Linked DNA regions of Sus scrofa: region 2 is linked to region 1. Evidence: chromatin contacts called from public Hi-C data. All regions are on one chromosome and are shown on one strand. Each heading gives the region's core, a stretch centred on a gene start, on an enhancer-like site or on the middle of the called end of the contact. The rest is flanking DNA. Distances are from core to core; before and after follow the strand shown.

Region 1 (2,700 bases), core at 166-2,665:
GGGACAGCATCAGGCAGTGTAGACGGTCCTAAGAGCTAGGGCCAGGGCTGAGATCTCTGAGAGCTGAGTGTACCCTGGGATGCAGCCTCCTGCCTCTCCTGAGTGCCTTTAGCAGTGACCTGGTCCATGGGACCCTCCTTTGGCAGGTGTGTAACATGGAGAACCTAGATCCACTTGGCATCCATACTGGGGAGTCTATAGTGGTGGCTCCAAGCCAGACGCTGAATGACAGGGAGTACCAGCTCCTGCGGCAGACGGCCATCAAGGTGACTCAGCACCTCGGAATCGTCGGCGAGTGCAACGTGCAGTATGCCCTGAACCCTGAATCTGAGCAGGTGCGACTTCAGGCCCTGGAGCCGAGAACTCCAGCTGTAGGACCTCCTGCCGCAGCCTTTGCCCTGGGCAGCGGGAGGTCCCGTAGCTGGAGTTCTCGGCTCCATGGCCTGGCGTAGAAGCTGGGATTATCTTTGGTAGGGGTGGGTCTTGGGTTGGGGGGTACAGCTTTTTTTTTCCTGCTTTTCTGCGTCCTCTACCAGGCAGGCCATTCCGGCCAGTTACCTGGTCACTCTCTGTTCTCTCTCTCTGCAGTATTACATCATGAGGTGAATGCCAGGCTCTCCCGCAGCTCCGCCCTGGCCAGTAAGGCCACGGGCTATCCACTGGCCTATGTGGCAGCCAAGCTGGCTTTGGGCATCCCTCTGCCTGAGCTCAGGTACCGGGGCTGGGGAGAGGTCAGGGAGGGGAGGCGGGCGGGGAGCCGAAGAAAACATTTGCGGGACGGGGAATAAGAAGAGGACATCGGCCTGGATGTGAGGGACGGGGAGAATCAGCTGGAAGCTCACCATTTACGTCTCCTGCTCTGTTCCTCTGCCCCCCCCTGCACACACACCTGATGGCTGCCAGGAACTCGGTGACGGGGGGAACAGCAGCCTTTGAACCCAGTCTGGATTACTGTGTGGTGAAGATTCCTCGCTGGGACCTCAGCAAGTTCCTCCGCGTCAGCACGAAGATCGGGAGCTGCATGAAGAGCGTAGGTGAGAGGCACGGCCCAAGAGACCCCGCCGCAGACCCCCTCGCGGGGCCCCCCCGCAGGACCTCAGAAATGAGCCAGTTCCCTGGCAGGGCCTTCCAGCGCCTGTGTGAGCAGCTTCTTGGGAACACGGTTTCTCAGAGCGCGAAACAGGGCCGTTTCCAGCGAAGAGAGCAGTCCTCCCAGGGTGGGGAGCAGAGGCGTCTGGCGAGCTGTGTCAGAATACACTTGCCACCTCCACTCCCCAGATGGTACCCGGGATGGGGTGGTAGCCATCAGACGCACTTGACAAATGAGTAAGCAGGTGCCCGCAGAGGAAAGTGATGTGGCTGAGGAGAGAGAGGGCAGAGCCAAGGCGTGAAAACTAGCCAAGAAGCACGGTGCCTCTTCCTCTGTTAACGCGACGCTGCCTGTCGTGGGTGAGACCGGTTCCATGAAACTCCACCCACAGCACACATGGCATTTTGCCCGTGGCCTCATCACCAGGCTGCGAGTGCCAGTGACGGTTTGTTCTCCCTGCCAGTTTAAATACCGATGCTTCGGGGAAAGGACGACCGCTGTTTTCCTGTGAAAGCTTCCAAGTCCAGGTCAGCGCAGTGGCAGCCAAGCCGAGCGTGTCTCCTTCTCCGGGCACGTCCTGCTGCGGTCATGAAATGAAGTGTTTATTAAGTGTTTTTTAATACGGCGTTTAAGATCAGAGCAGGGAGTTCCCGTCGTGGCGCAGTGGTTAACGAATCCGACTAGGAACAATGAGGTTGCGGGTTTGATCCCTGCCCTTGCTCAGTGGGTTAATGATCTGGCGTTGCCGTGAGCTGTGGTGTAGGTTGGACCCCTAGCCTGGGAACCTCCATATGCCGCGGGAGCGGCCCAAGAAATAGCAAAAAGACAAAAAAAAAAAAAAAAAAAAAAAAAAAGATCAGAGCAGGACATCAGAAACCTTTGCGTAAAAACGAGGACATTTAGCAGTGACCCACGGATGGGTGTGACGGTCAGCCTCCGTGCAGCGGTAGAGCAGGCCTTAGAGTGACCCCTGCCGTTGCCTTCATTTGGCCTCCAAAACATTTCCACTAAAATGAATATGTGCACGCACCAACTTGCCACCAGCCAAGGATAATAGCATTTCATTGTGCTCCAAATTTCCATTAAGAGCAATAGTAGCCTTTAAAGATGGAAGTCTAAGCTCACATATTATTCCAGAATTTTTAGAACTTTTAAAAGACTGCCAAGTTGTTCCTTCTGGAGATGAATTTCTGTTATATGAAAATTATAATAAACATGGGAATGAAGCCATAAATTGCAGCTAAAAGAAGTGGATTGAAACTAGGACAACCAAAGATTGATTCCTAGAAGAGACATTTAAGTCTTTCCATCTCCTTGAGTATTCTTGGAATGTGATCTTCTTTGGTAACTTTTGTAACTTTTATTATACAAGATACATGAATCACTGAGAAATTAGAAAAGATAATTTAACTAGAAAAGAGTAATCACCTGTTATCTTTTCACATAGAATAGTTTGAGGATATGACTCCAGAATTTTTTAGGCTTGCGTGAATGAGTGTATGGGTTTCTCTTTCACCCAAGGGTCACACCCGCAGCATATGGAGGTTGCCAGGCTAGGGATTGAATCGGAGCTACAGCTGCCGGCCTACGCCATAGCCACAGCCACGCCA
Region 2 (2,700 bases), core at 57-2,556, 65 kb before region 1:
GCATCAGCCTTATTGTGCCGGTCAAAGCTACCTGCACCAACACTCCAGCACTCTCTCCTCTGAGGTCCGGGTCCCCCCGCCCCAAGCTTCTGGATTCCTGTAACTCCCACTTCTTTGTTAACTACCACCTGTGTAGGGGCTTCCTTCTGTTGCTACCTCTCTGTTTTCTGGGCCCTTTCCTTTGGCCTTTGCTGTCCTTATAATAAATTCCCTCTGTTAAAAATAACTGGTTAAGGATCCAGCGTTGCCCTGAGCTGTGGTGTAGGTCATAGATTCGGCTCAGATCTGGCGTTGCTGTGGCTGTGACATAGGCCAGCAGCTGCAGTTCCAATTGGACCTCTAGCCTGCGAACTTCCATATACTGGGGGGTGTGGCCCTAAAAAACTCAATGACAACAACAATGAAAACAAAAAACCTGGCATGAGAGTTCTCTTGTGGCACATCGGATTAAGGATCTGGCATTGTTACTGCAACAGCTTGGGTTACTGCTGTGGCACGGGTTTGATCCCTGGCCCAGGAGCTTCCACATGCTGTGGGCACAGCAAAACCAACCAACCAACCAAAGATACAAACAAAAAACCCCACAAAAGCCCAAAAATAGTTGGTATGGTTTTTATGTTCCTGACTGGACCCTGAATGAGTCAAATTTCAATTCTTTTGACATCGCTCCTCTTTTTTTTTTTTTTTTTTGTCTTTTCTAGGGCCGTACCCACGGCATATGGAGGTTCCCTGGCTCGGGGTCTAATCAGAGTTGTAGCCTCCAGCCTACACAACTACACAACAACTACAGCAACGTGGGATCCGAGCCGCATCTGCGACCTACACCACAGATCACGGCAATGCCAGATCCTTAACCCACTGAGCCAAGGCCAGGGATCGAACCCGCAACCTCATGGTTCCTAGTTGGATTTGTTAACCACTGAGCCACGATGGGAACTTGGACCACTCCTCTTTTAAATAGGGAACCTGCAGGCTATGACAAGTTTCCCAGATCCTCACAGCCTGGCCTGGTTGATTTTGGGTGGCGTCTTGACATGGTCACAGCAATCACCCAGAGCCAAAGAGCAGAGTACCTTGAGTATCCATCTACAGCTGTGACTGCCTGCCAGGAGGACAGTGACAGTCACGCCAGCCCTTAGGGACCTTCTCTGGCTGGCTGGTTTTTCTCCTGTGAGCGTGCCTGGGCAGATGGCCTCTTTCCTAAGGCTCTCCTCAGAGAAGTTGCTGAGGAAACTGAATCTGAGGGCATCAGACTCGGGAGGCTCCCTGCTGTTACCATGGCCACCATTGTGTATGTGTGTTTAATAACGTCACTGTAAGGGCTGATTCTTTAACCAGATTGTAAACATGTGTGCAGAGCTTGCCTGGCAAATGAGCTAGAAGGTTGTGTAATTGGTGAGCAAAACAACGGGAGGTGAGACCTTAATGGGCCGTGATCTTTCAGTGCTCTTTCCCTGGCAGGCTTGTAGCCACCGTTACGAGCTATTATAAAAGCCACTCCACCCTCCGTCGTCTCGCAAAATAACCGCATGGGATATAATTTTCCTAACCCGCTTAAGTACACACCTCGACAGATCCCACCATTTAAATCTGTGTCTAAATGAAGCAGAACACAAGCCGCTTATTCAAAAATCTATTTTTATTTACACTTTCAGCCAGACTCTTTTCATCAGAGTTTCCTATGGTACACAGTCTAAATGCCAATCCTTTGGTCCTGCCCGGAGACATTATCTAATACCTTGGGGATCTCAGCTCTTGGCCTCCCCAAATGCAATCAATTTCCTATCCCCTCACTGCAGCCACTCGCTCTGACAGTCATACCCTTTACCTTGTCATGACCAAGAACAATTACCAATAATCTCTATTTCTTCCGTTTTTTTCTTTTTTTCTTTTTGACCTTTCGGGCCGCACCAGCAGCATACGGAAGTTCCCAGGCTAGGGGTCAAATCAGAGCTGTAGCTGCCCTTTGCAGGGCCCTTGTACAACTTGAACTTCGTCCTCCTTTTGGATGGGCATGGGTGGAACATAGCACTTCTGTCTCAGCTCTTTAGAAAGAGGGGAAGAAGGCACAGTCTTCCTGTGAACATGGGAAGGTACATTGCATTGCCTTCTTGCTTTGATCAGAAGTCACGAGGGGATTGAATTCACTTTGGCCCCTGGCGCTTCAGTGATGGCTGCAAAAGGGAAGCGCCCAGGGTTCATGTCTATGGTCTGGTCTTAGGGCTGGTTTTGTTTTTTGCATCATTTGACCCTTCAGACAACCCTGTCCTTCTTGAAACAGTTTTCCCCTCTAGGCTCCTTAATCAGTTGCTCCTTCTCAGTTTTCTTCCTGGCTCCTCCCCCTCTTCTGCTTATAAATTTGAAAGTAGCAGGGAGAAAATTAGCAAGGCAAGAGCCACTACAAGTAAATTGAAAAGGTGAATGACAAACTGGACAAGAGTATTCATAGCTCAGGTCATGGAAATGGTGACGATATCACTAATATTCAAAGAGCGTCTAGAAATTGATAAGGAAAAAAACCAACAACTCAATAGAAAAGTGGAGAAAGAATATGAACAGACAGATCTCAGGAAAGGGAATCAAATACCTTTTAACATACAAAGAGAGCAGCATATTCATTAATAATAAAGAGAAATTAGAGTTCCTTAGTGGACTACTGTTTAAGGATTTGGCATTGTCGCTGCTGTGGCTCAAGTTCAA

Evidence for each region. Hi-C and Micro-C count contacts between places; a contact is called where the count stands out from the background.
Region 2: a contact with region 1 is called in a Hi-C map of liver, with 4 times the contacts expected there. The contact joins two enhancer-like sites. A contact is called at or near these places in 1 of 5 promoter capture datasets (liver), 7 of 47 Hi-C or Micro-C datasets (alveolar macrophages, embryonic fibroblasts, liver and 1 more) and 1 of 2 datasets of contacts at active chromatin or transcription factors (skeletal muscle).

Annotation. Positions count from the first base shown.
Region 1 is chr3:111,900,051-111,902,750 of Sscrofa11.1, reverse strand. It overlaps CAD (CAD protein), which reads left to right. Exons shown (of 46, transcript XM_021087696.1): 14 at 147-335; 15 at 589-595; 16 at 598-712; 17 at 904-1,034. Among named protein-coding and RNA genes, the nearest start is that of CAD, 13 kb to the left of the region's middle. Within about 2 kb of position 1,415, at least 3 of the 83 cell types and tissues checked have an H3K27ac peak or open chromatin away from gene starts, as enhancers often do. A contact at or near this core is called in liver and skeletal muscle, where this site is marked.
Region 2 is chr3:111,965,172-111,967,871 of Sscrofa11.1, reverse strand. No RefSeq gene overlaps it. Among named protein-coding and RNA genes, the nearest start is that of TCF23, 17 kb to the left of the region's middle. Within about 2 kb of position 1,306, at least 29 of the 83 cell types and tissues checked have an H3K27ac peak or open chromatin away from gene starts, as enhancers often do. A contact at or near this core is called in liver and skeletal muscle, where this site is marked.